2 separate regions of the Oryctolagus cuniculus genome follow, and region 2 is linked to region 1. A link is a contact called in public Hi-C data. All regions are on one chromosome and are shown on one strand. The core of a region is the stretch at or near the end of the contact, and the rest is flanking DNA. Distances in the headings are between cores, read along the strand shown.

Region 1 (5,055 bases), core at 2,451-4,950:
CTCACAATGCCAGGAACGGAATATGGATATTAAAAGCAGCAATAGGGGGCAGCATTGTGACGTGGTGGGTTAAGCTGCTACCTGCAACATCGGTATCCCATATGGGCACAAGTTCATGTCCAAGCTACTCTACTTCCAATACAGCTCCCTGCTAATGAGCCTGGGAAAGCAGAAGAAGATGGGCCCTGCACCCCTGTGGGAGACCCAGATGAAGTTCCTGGCTCCTGGCTTTCATTTGGCCAAGCTCTAGCTGTTGTGACCATTTGCAGAATGAACCAGATGGAAGATCTTTCTCTCTCTCCCCGTCTCAATCTGTAATTCTGCTTTTCAAATAAATAAAATAAATCTAAAAACAACAACAACAAAACCAGCACCCCATTTCTTAAAAACAAACAAAAAAGTCAGAACTAGGAAAAATGGCTAGCTTGAAGTTACAGGAGACATCTTAAGACTGAGTGTCCTGCTCATAGTAGTGTAAGGTCCAGTCCCTGAAAGAGTTCACATAAATATTGGCTAACTACACAGGTAGCATAGTAGAGCCTAGCACAGTGGTAAAAATCTCTGGCTCTGTCAAACTTCCTGGGTTTGAATCTTAGCTGTGCCACTTACTTAGATGAGGCATAACCTTAAATAAGGTATCCCATTATTTCTCCATCTATAAAATGGCATGATGATAATTGTACTTATCCTTATGATTGCTAAGGATGAAACTGATTCACCCATATCTGTTTTAAGACAACAACTGGTCTATGCCCAATATACATTAACTACTATTTTCTGTGAGAAGTGGTACAGAAAGGATCTCTGCCTCACTAGAAACATCAGACTAAATGATTACTAAGGGTTCCTTCCAATTCCATGATAAGAAAGTCCCTTGCTCAGATGATACTCTCATTATCTAAGCCTGTGTTCCTGAATAGAATCCTGATTATAACAAAATTATTGCAAGAGAGCTAAATATCTTACACAGAAGGAAGTACCCAAAGGCTACTCAGAAACACATACGTTTCATTGCCAATAACAGGAAGTGGGCCAAGCAGTCACACTGGATATATAAATCAAATCCACCATCTGAAGTCTAGATGCCAAGACAAAGGGTAGCGGATGGGTGCAGCAGCCAGAAGAAGAAGGAGACAAAGAAATAATAGAAAACCAAAGTCTGTCTTCATTCATTCATGCATTCAACAAATACATTTACTGAACATCTAATAGGTACTAGGCCTTATACTGGATCTAAGTACAGAAAACCAGGCACAGTTCTTACACTAAGGGAGTCTACAGTGAGTGAGAAATACATATTAGCCAAATAATCCTACTAACAAATATAACCTGATAGTTGTACTCATGAAGGAGAAGGACACAGGGTCACACAGTAGAGACTTGCCCTGATCAAAGAGGTCAAAGAAGTCAGACTTGAAGCCATGACTGAGCTGAGATTTGAAGAAAAGGCGTAAGTTACAAATGCAGAGGGGAAAGCACATCCTGGGCAAAGCACAATCGGTGAAGGAGGTGTGGGAAATGAAAGGAACAGCAAGAAGGCCAAAGTGATTGGAGTGAAGAGAGCAAGGCTGAGTAAGAGTACATATAAAGTTGGATAGGTGCAGGACTTGTGGTCATGTTAAGGAATATTGCACCCCATAATGGGAAGCCATTCAAACATTTGAACATGGTGTGTGTGGGGTGGGGTAGAAGACATGGAGAAGGAAGAAATTACTCTGGAGACATTATGGAAAGTAGGGGTCCAAAGAATTGTAGATAGCTCAATAAGGAGATTTTATAAGCAACAAGGAAGAGATTATCAGGATAATGAAAGTGGAAGTAGGGGTAAGAGTATGGACTCAGTAGAGTTTGAGAGGGCAAAATCATATGTAAAGGATAAGGTAGAGGGAAGGGTCATGAAACTCCAAGTTTTAGTCTACATAGCAATGGTGAATGATGCCCTCCAGTGAGATAGGGAACATGAAATTATTTGGGGAAGCAGCAGGGGAGGAGAATGAAGAGTTGGTTTGGGGTGGGTCATGACTTAGATGCCTGTGAAACTAACACATGGAGATGTTAAGCAGGAAATTAGATATGTAGATCTAGAGCTTAGAGGAAAGACCTGGATGGGAAAACATTTTATGCCTTTAATAAAGCATGGAATAAGAAGGAAAAAAATGTCTAGGACTGAGCCTTGAGTATTTTAATATTTATTGACCTGGAAAAATAGGAAAAGGTTGCAAAAGGGACAGAAAATGAACAGTCAGAGAAGATGAAGACAATCAAAAGAGCCTGCTATTATCAATGCCAAGAAAAGACAGTGGTCCAGGAGGAGGTATGGTCAACAGTGTAGACCACTATCAAGAGGTCAAGGAAAGTGAATGACCTAGACACAGGCTGCTTTGTTGGGCTGATGAGACAGAATTCAGCCTGACATTGGCCTGACACAGGGAAGTGAACAGAGATAAGCAAGTATATATATTCTTTCTATATGCCTCTGTAAAGGAAAGAAGAGAATGTGAAAACTTTGGGGGAATGTAGGGTTGAAGAGTTGTCTCCACTGACTTTACCCCACCACAAGTGGGATACTTGTGCATGCTTTCACACTGGCAAAAAGAATCCAGGTGAGAAGTAGAGATTGACTATGAAAGCATAATGAAAGAGTGCGCAGCACACAGTAGATGGATATGGTACTGAAAAGGATAGATGGCTAGGAACATGAGGTAGGTAGAACTGCCTGGTTACAAGGTGGTCACAATAGTGAAAAAAATCTGTTGATATTATTAAGTTGCTACTAGGGAGTGAAACAGTTGGAAGCCAAAGCCTCTTACAGAGATAGGCACTTGGCCTGGTAGTTAAGATACTAGTTGAGACATCCACATCCCATACCAGAGTGCCTAGGTACAATACCCAGCTTGGGCTAATGCAGATCCTGAGAGGTGGCAGTGATTGCTCAAGTAATTGGGCGACTGTCACTCATGTGGGAGACCTGAATTAGGTTTATGGCTTTTGATTTAAGCCCTGGTCCAATCCCCAGCCATTGTGAGGATCTGGGAAGTGAATGAGCAGATGGGAGTTCTCTTCTTCCTTCTTCCTTTTCCTTCCTCCTTCCTCCTCTACCACCTTTTTTTTTTTTAAATTTGAAAGTCAGAGTTACACAAAGAGAGTAGAGGCAGAGAGAGAAAGAGAGGTCTTCCATTCAATGGTTCACTCCCCAACTGGCCGCAACGACCAGAGCTGCGCCGATCCAAAGCCAGGAGCTAGGAGTTTCTTTCAGGTCTCCCACATGGGTGCAGGGGTCCAGGACTTGGGCCATCCTCCACTGCTTTCCCAGGCCATAACAGAAAGCTGGATCGGAAGTGAACAGCCGGGTCTCGAACCGGCACCCATATGGGATGCTGGCGCTTCAGGCCAGGGCTTTAACCCACTGCGCCACAGCATCGGCCCCTAAAATTATTTTCTAAGGAAGTGATATGGTCTGTGTTTCTTCATTTGAATCACAAAATTATTTCCTAGCACTAAGCTATTTTAAAAATGAGGAAATTGAGTTGCATACATAGCTATGGCTTATCTCAAACAGAAATGAAGAACTTGGAGCATCTCTGAATCCAAGATTCCAATGACTCCAAATGTGTAAAATACCTGCATGACACAAAGCCATTATCCAAGACACAGAATCTATAGGCACCCACTCCAAGCCCTTGTGAAGTTTTAGGAGGGAAAGAAATCTTTATTTTAAGCATCTGCTGGTTGTGAGGCTCTGTGTAGGTGGCTCTGGCAGACATTGTCTCATTTAATCCTCATCACACTCGATGGTGATTGGATCTGAGCCTCTATCCAGGAAAAGAGAAATCTGCTTTGCCACTTTGCTGAGAGTACCAGGCTGGTTATTTCACCTCTTCAGTGGCCTTTATGTTTGGCCCCAGGCTAACCTGGCCTGCCAGAGCCAGGGTGAGATAGGTGTTTTGTGGATGGCATGACAGTTCCCTGAGCATCTTCATACATCCTCAGTCAACAAATTGCTGGAAGGATTTGTATTGTTATCTTCTCAATCTTCCTTTTTTTCTAAGTTGTGTTCCAGACAAATATTTGTGGTCATGGCTCCACAAAACCAAAACAGAGAAATGTCATCTGCTGAGGGAGGAACTGCTGAGTACTTACCAGGGATCTAATATATTATTCTTTCTTAATCCAACAACACCTACTCCAAATCCCTACCTTTAAAACACATCCTATTTCCCAACTGGCAGAAACAGAGCAAGCCACTGAGTAAGATTCTCAAAAAATACCCCCCTCTTGATTTTTATTGTTAGGTTTTGTTGTTGTTGTTGTTTGTTTTCTGTTTTTACTACTAAAGGAAAATATCTAGGCAAATAAGTTTAAAGAGAGACACTTTTTCCTTAGCTCGCAGTTTTGGAGGTTCAAGTCTCTGATAAGAGTAGCCAACAGCAACGACAAATGGAAGAAAGATCACATGGTGAGCCAGGAAGTAGAGGCAGTGACTGGGCCCAAACTCAGGCTCTTACAACAACACTGTCATGAGAACTACCTTATGAGGACACACCTTGATGTAAGGACTTCCCACTAGGCTCCACTTCCTCCCAGGTTCCTCCTCTGCCACCCCTCTGAAACCAACCCTTTAACACATAAGCCTCTGAGAGACATTCAACACTCAAACTAATATTCAAGCCTTAGCACCCTTTCTCAACTCCATATTCAGTCCCTTCTTGCCACTAAGGACCCTTAGGGTCAACTGTTTCCTTATCACCTTACTCTAAATGTAATTCTCTCTATAAGAATATTTCACTATCCATCTTTTATATTCTGAATGCCAATGAATTTTTCTTGCTCTGGTATTTTTTCCCCAGCTTTGGAAAGAGGTGATATGAAAAGCATAAGTACAATGCTGGAAACTGACCACCAAACTCATAAAAGATATCTCAAAACAATTTGCTCTTAACAAACAGCAAGTCTAGGTTTGGTGTTATGTGCAGCAGATTAAGCCACCACTTATGATACCAGCATTCCATATCAGGTTTGAGTCCCTGCTGCTCTGCTTCCAATCCAGCTCCCTGC
Region 2 (4,747 bases), core at 1,913-4,412, 330 kb after region 1:
AAACAAGCCAATTAACCACCTGTTGTAGTAACTAGTCTTTTTATATTTAAGCAGAATCCTGTAAGATTGCTTGTCTGTGTTTAAAACAGTACCTTTGAAAAAATTTTAAATCACAGAATAATGGTACCATAATGTAACACTGAAACTGTTGTCTGAATTACAGAATGCACAAAGAATAAATTAGCATTATTAAAGGTTTCACACTAAGCATTTCATATATCACATTGAAGAACTGTAACATTCCATAGAGTGAAATGGGTCAAATTTTTAGTGGAATTTTTACTTTCATTGGCCTTATTTTATGATTATTTTCATATTTCTTTTGATTTAGAGTATTAACACATGGCCAAAATAATTTAGTTACTACCTCATACAAACAATATAATGGTTACTGCACATCACAGGACTTAGTTTTGGTTAAAGTCATTTTTCATTGCTTTTTTCCAATGGGATATGTATTATATACCAAGTTCTAGAAAATGCACACTTTTGGCTCTTTTTGGTATATGTTCTTTATATTTTAATGTGAGTATATACACTAAGAACAAACTAAATTGTGATTTATGGTCTTCATTTATTTTAATTGAAAATGATTTTAAATATGCTTCTGATTGTATATAGTGTAAAATAAACATGTTTTTTAACATGCTGTTGTATAGTAGCTGTCTTCTGGCTTAATCTGTATGCAGTAACCCTGAAATACATTAAAGAGCAGGACATGATTTGTTTTGCACTTAAATCCTTCAATACACAATTCTGGTCCCCCAAATCATGATCTTTATTTTGATCTCAATTTCATGAAGCCTTAATATTCCCCATATTTATTAAAGAATGGCATGTCTTTTGCAGAATTATCAGCCTCCTGATCAGAAAATCAATTAAACATTCATAGTTTTTGGCTAGAGCAGGCCTTAGCCCAGTCCAACCTACCTGTCTACCTGTTCTTTAAATTAAGTTTTATTGAATCACAACACCAAAAATACTCATTTACATATTGTTTGTCTGTGGCTGTTTTTGTGCTACAGTGTTACAGTTGAGTGGTTTTTTTTTTTTGTTTTTTTGTTTTGTTTTGTTTTTTTGACAGGCAGAGTGGACAGTGAGAGAGAGAGACAGAGAGAAAGGTCTTCCTTTGCTGTTGGTTCACCCTCCAATGGCCGCCATGGCTGGCGCTCAGTGGCCGGCGTACCGTGCTGATCCGATGCCAGGAGCCAGGAGCCAGGTGCTTTTCCTGGTCTCCCATGGGGTGCAGGGCCCAAGCACTTGGGCCATCCTCCACTGCACTCCCTGGCCACAGCAGAGAGCTGGCCTGGAAGAGGGGCAACCGGGACAGAATCTGGCGCCCCGACTGGGACTAGAACCCGGTGTGCCGGCGCCACTAGGCGGAGGATTAGCCTAGTGAGCCGTGGCGCTGGCCTAGTTGAATGGTTTATAAAAAGTATGGCACTCAAAGCCTAGATGTTTACTGACGCTTTAGAGAAAAAATGTGCCAACAGCCTGGAAAGGGAGAGGTTATGGAATGCAGTTATGGAGGTAAGAAATGGAAAAATTAAGTGGCAAGAACTGGATTAGAGGCCAAAAGAAACATTTCTATTACTACTTATGACACTATCACTTTGACCTCGGATAATTTGCTTTACTGTAGAGCAGTTTCCATGTCTAAAATTGTGTAGATGTTAATAATCATTGCAATTAAGTACATTGTGAATAATCAGCATTAATAACTGATGGCTGTGCTTTAAAACAGCTTTACTAGTATAATGTTATCACTTTGATGCAAAACACAGAAAGGCTTTCAAGTAATCAGGATTCTGTTCTTGGCATTTATTGACAAGGTTGTCGATCCTATTTCTGGCCTACTTTTTTTTGCTGGTTTCTAAGGCATGTAAATAAAGGGTCAAATCTCAAAAAAATTAAGCTTTGCATTTAACTGTCAAGCAGTTCAAAATATTTTCAGAAAATAAAGTATCCAGCTGGTTATGTACTACCCATGAGCTTTTAAAAATATCCTTAGAGTCATAATCTTTGAGATTGAAGCACAGTAACCTCTTTTTATAAAGTTGTATGTGCATTCCGGTGTGAAAACCACCAGTGGGATTAAATTTAAATCAATGTTTCTGGGTGTGGTCCAAGTATCACCTACTTAGAATCTTCTTTGATGCCAATTAAATATGCAAATTTCCAGGCTCCATCCAAGAACTTTTGTCTGTTGATCTTTATGTGCTAAAAAGGAAGAGAGCCACTCAAATATTGGGAACAGTCTCTCATCTTCATTGAAATGCAGGCTACATCTCATTAGCTAATTGCATAGACATTGGTTTTGAGAAGCATAATATCAATTGTTTGTAGGCCATTGGCATCATTCATCTTGCAAGTAGGTCTCTGATTTCAGTAGAGACCAAGAAGTAGAGGACAGACTAAGTCAGGCTTCACCTCTATTGGCAAAAAGGTGGAAATACGTACTGTGAAAAGTGAGTAAACACTAAGAATATCCTTTGGTGTGTAATGATGAGTGTTCACTGCATGTATCTGTGTGCCAGGTACACTGCTGCATGCTTAAGTAGCCCTACGCAAGCCCCAGAACAGCTGGTGAGGTGGGTATTAACTCCATTTTACAGATGAAGAGGCTGAGGCCCAAGACTGTAGCTGGTAAGTAGTAGAGCCAAGATTTGAACCCAGGCGCTTGGAATCAAAGTATATTGCATTAACTACTATGCTAGACTGTTACTTAAAATGCATGCAGTATATTCTCTCCCCATTAAAATACATGCAAGCATTTTTCCCTCTGAAGACACTCCAGGGTTTGAATTTCAAGTTTAATTTTCACCGTTTCCTTGCAACGAGAAATATTAATTTACTGTCTTAATATTTTTGACCCTACCCAAAAGCATTTTCTTATTCAGTGTTTTGTATAAGGACAAAAAGATTTACATAAAATTAAATTGACAATGCTTATTAAATTAGTCTAGTTGAAATTCATCACAACACTTTTTTTTTAACTTTTAGGAGACAGGTACTTAACCAACATGTATTGGTTGTTTACAGTGTATTCGGGCACTTTCCTGGCACTGGAGAAAAGAAGGAAAAGGCATAATTCCCAGCCAGTATTTATCCAGGGAGCACACTTGGATGAATAAAGGTAAATGGCAGTGAGTAGTATTAGAAAGTGATCTAAAGGCTGTGAGTAATTCTGCTTTGGAAAATCAAAGTCTTTATGTGGAAAGATGTATAAACCAGGTTGTTGATAGAAGAAAACGTATTTACCACAGGCAGATAGAAGGCTGTAGCCTAAACAAAAGCATATGCAAACTAACACATGTCCAAGAAAGAGTGCCCTGGAATGCAGCATGGCTTAGAAATGGCATGAAGCTCGAGTGCAAAGATGGGCCCGAATGTAAGAGCCTCCTTATGAGCAAAGTGGCTGGAAGTCGGCAGCCTCGGAAACTGCAGAGGTCAGGTACAACCCTGGGGATGAAAAATGACGAGTAGGTCTCTTCATAAGCTGACTGGTTGTATACTGAACGGGAAGCTTTTCTGTGGCCTAATGAAGGCAGAAGTCAAAGAAATGGGTAGGTGTAAGCTGATGCGTAGATTGGAGTTCAGTGGAAATGTTTGGTCTCAAAAGAAATGATTGTTTCTAGTCTGATTTTTTGCTAAACATGGGAGGAGATCTGAACATAGTTCTAAGGAAATGGAGAATTAATATGGATAAGAAAAAGGGAAGACAGCTGAGGGAGGAAGAGCAAGCATTAAGGACATCCTAGGTCTGACCAATGTGGGGAGCTTTTTACTCGTGCTGAAACTAAAGTGTGCGAGGGCTGGTTACCATACATTCTGCGTTTTTAAATTAGCACTAGGGACAAAAAAGGTAGGTTAGCTTTGGCAAAGTTCTCCTTCCTGAGGGTAATAACTATCTCCATATAGCACTCAACATTAGTTGTTCGCTTGAGTTTCTTCCCTACTGAGTGGCAAACCTGTGCCCTATTCTGAGTCACTCCTAGAGTGCGATGCTTGCTGATGAATGAAAGCGACATCAGTGGGCCACAGCTGAAAAGCTCACTGCTTGTCACGGAAAGGCTACTGGGACACTATGGCGATCCCAAGAGGGCCTCTGCCCTCACGGAGAAGCCGACGAAACAGTGTCTGTCTAGCCTGTCTGGGCTTCATCCCCGCGCTCTTGTTGCCCGCGGCGTTCAGGAGAAAGGAATCAAAGTTTCCGGTGCGCCGCCCTCGCGCACCCCTGCCGAGCCCTCACCCTGACCTCGGGCTCTGCGGAGCGCTCGCCCACCCTGGTGCTGAGCTCGCCTCGGCCCCGGGGAACCCGCTCCGGAAGCCGCCGCCCCGCGGGGCCCGAGCGTCCCGGTTGCCCCGGAGACGCCGCGGCGGCTCGGCTCGCTGGGGAGTTGCTGCGCCGCCGGCCGCCTGCTCACAGCGACCCGCGCGGGCTGCGGCTGCTCGGGCTGCTGGAGACCGCGTCGCCCCTGCCCGCGCCGTAAGTGCGGGTTCCGGCCGCCGCGGCTGGCGGTGGGGCCGGAGGGGTCGGCGTGGGGTGGAGGCTCCCGGCTGAGGGAACCCGAGTAGCCCCCGAGAGAAGAGGAGCGCCCAGAAGGGGGAAGGGGAGGAGGCGAGGGGCCGGAGGGGCCGGAGGGGCCGGGGCGGCGGGTTCCACGGGAGCAGGGCGGCCGCGGAGGCGGCCGAGTGGGCAGCCCGGGTCGCCCACGTGTGGGAAGGGGTGCGTTTACCTTGGGAA

What was found. A called contact is a pair of places that touch in the nucleus more often than the background predicts.
Region 2: a contact with region 1 is called in a Hi-C map of an unstated tissue, with 4 times the contacts expected there. The contact joins the promoter of CDKL4 here to the enhancer-like site in region 1. A contact is called at or near these places in 2 of 6 Hi-C or Micro-C datasets (liver and an unstated tissue).

What each region holds. Positions count from the first base shown.
Region 1 is chr2:163,299,356-163,304,410 of mOryCun1.1, forward strand. All of the region lies in intron 5 of LOC103347699 (a long non-coding RNA gene), which reads right to left. Among named protein-coding and RNA genes, the nearest start is that of MAP4K3, 110 kb to the right of the region's middle. Within about 2 kb of position 3,701, at least 2 of the 8 cell types and tissues checked have an H3K27ac peak or open chromatin away from gene starts, as enhancers often do.
Region 2 is chr2:163,633,216-163,637,962 of mOryCun1.1, forward strand. It overlaps CDKL4 (cyclin dependent kinase like 4), which reads left to right and starts at 3,163. Exons shown (of 12, transcript XM_070069210.1): 1 at 3,163-4,489. It overlaps MAP4K3 (mitogen-activated protein kinase kinase kinase kinase 3), which reads left to right. Exons shown (of 35, transcript XM_051842965.2): 35 at 1-649.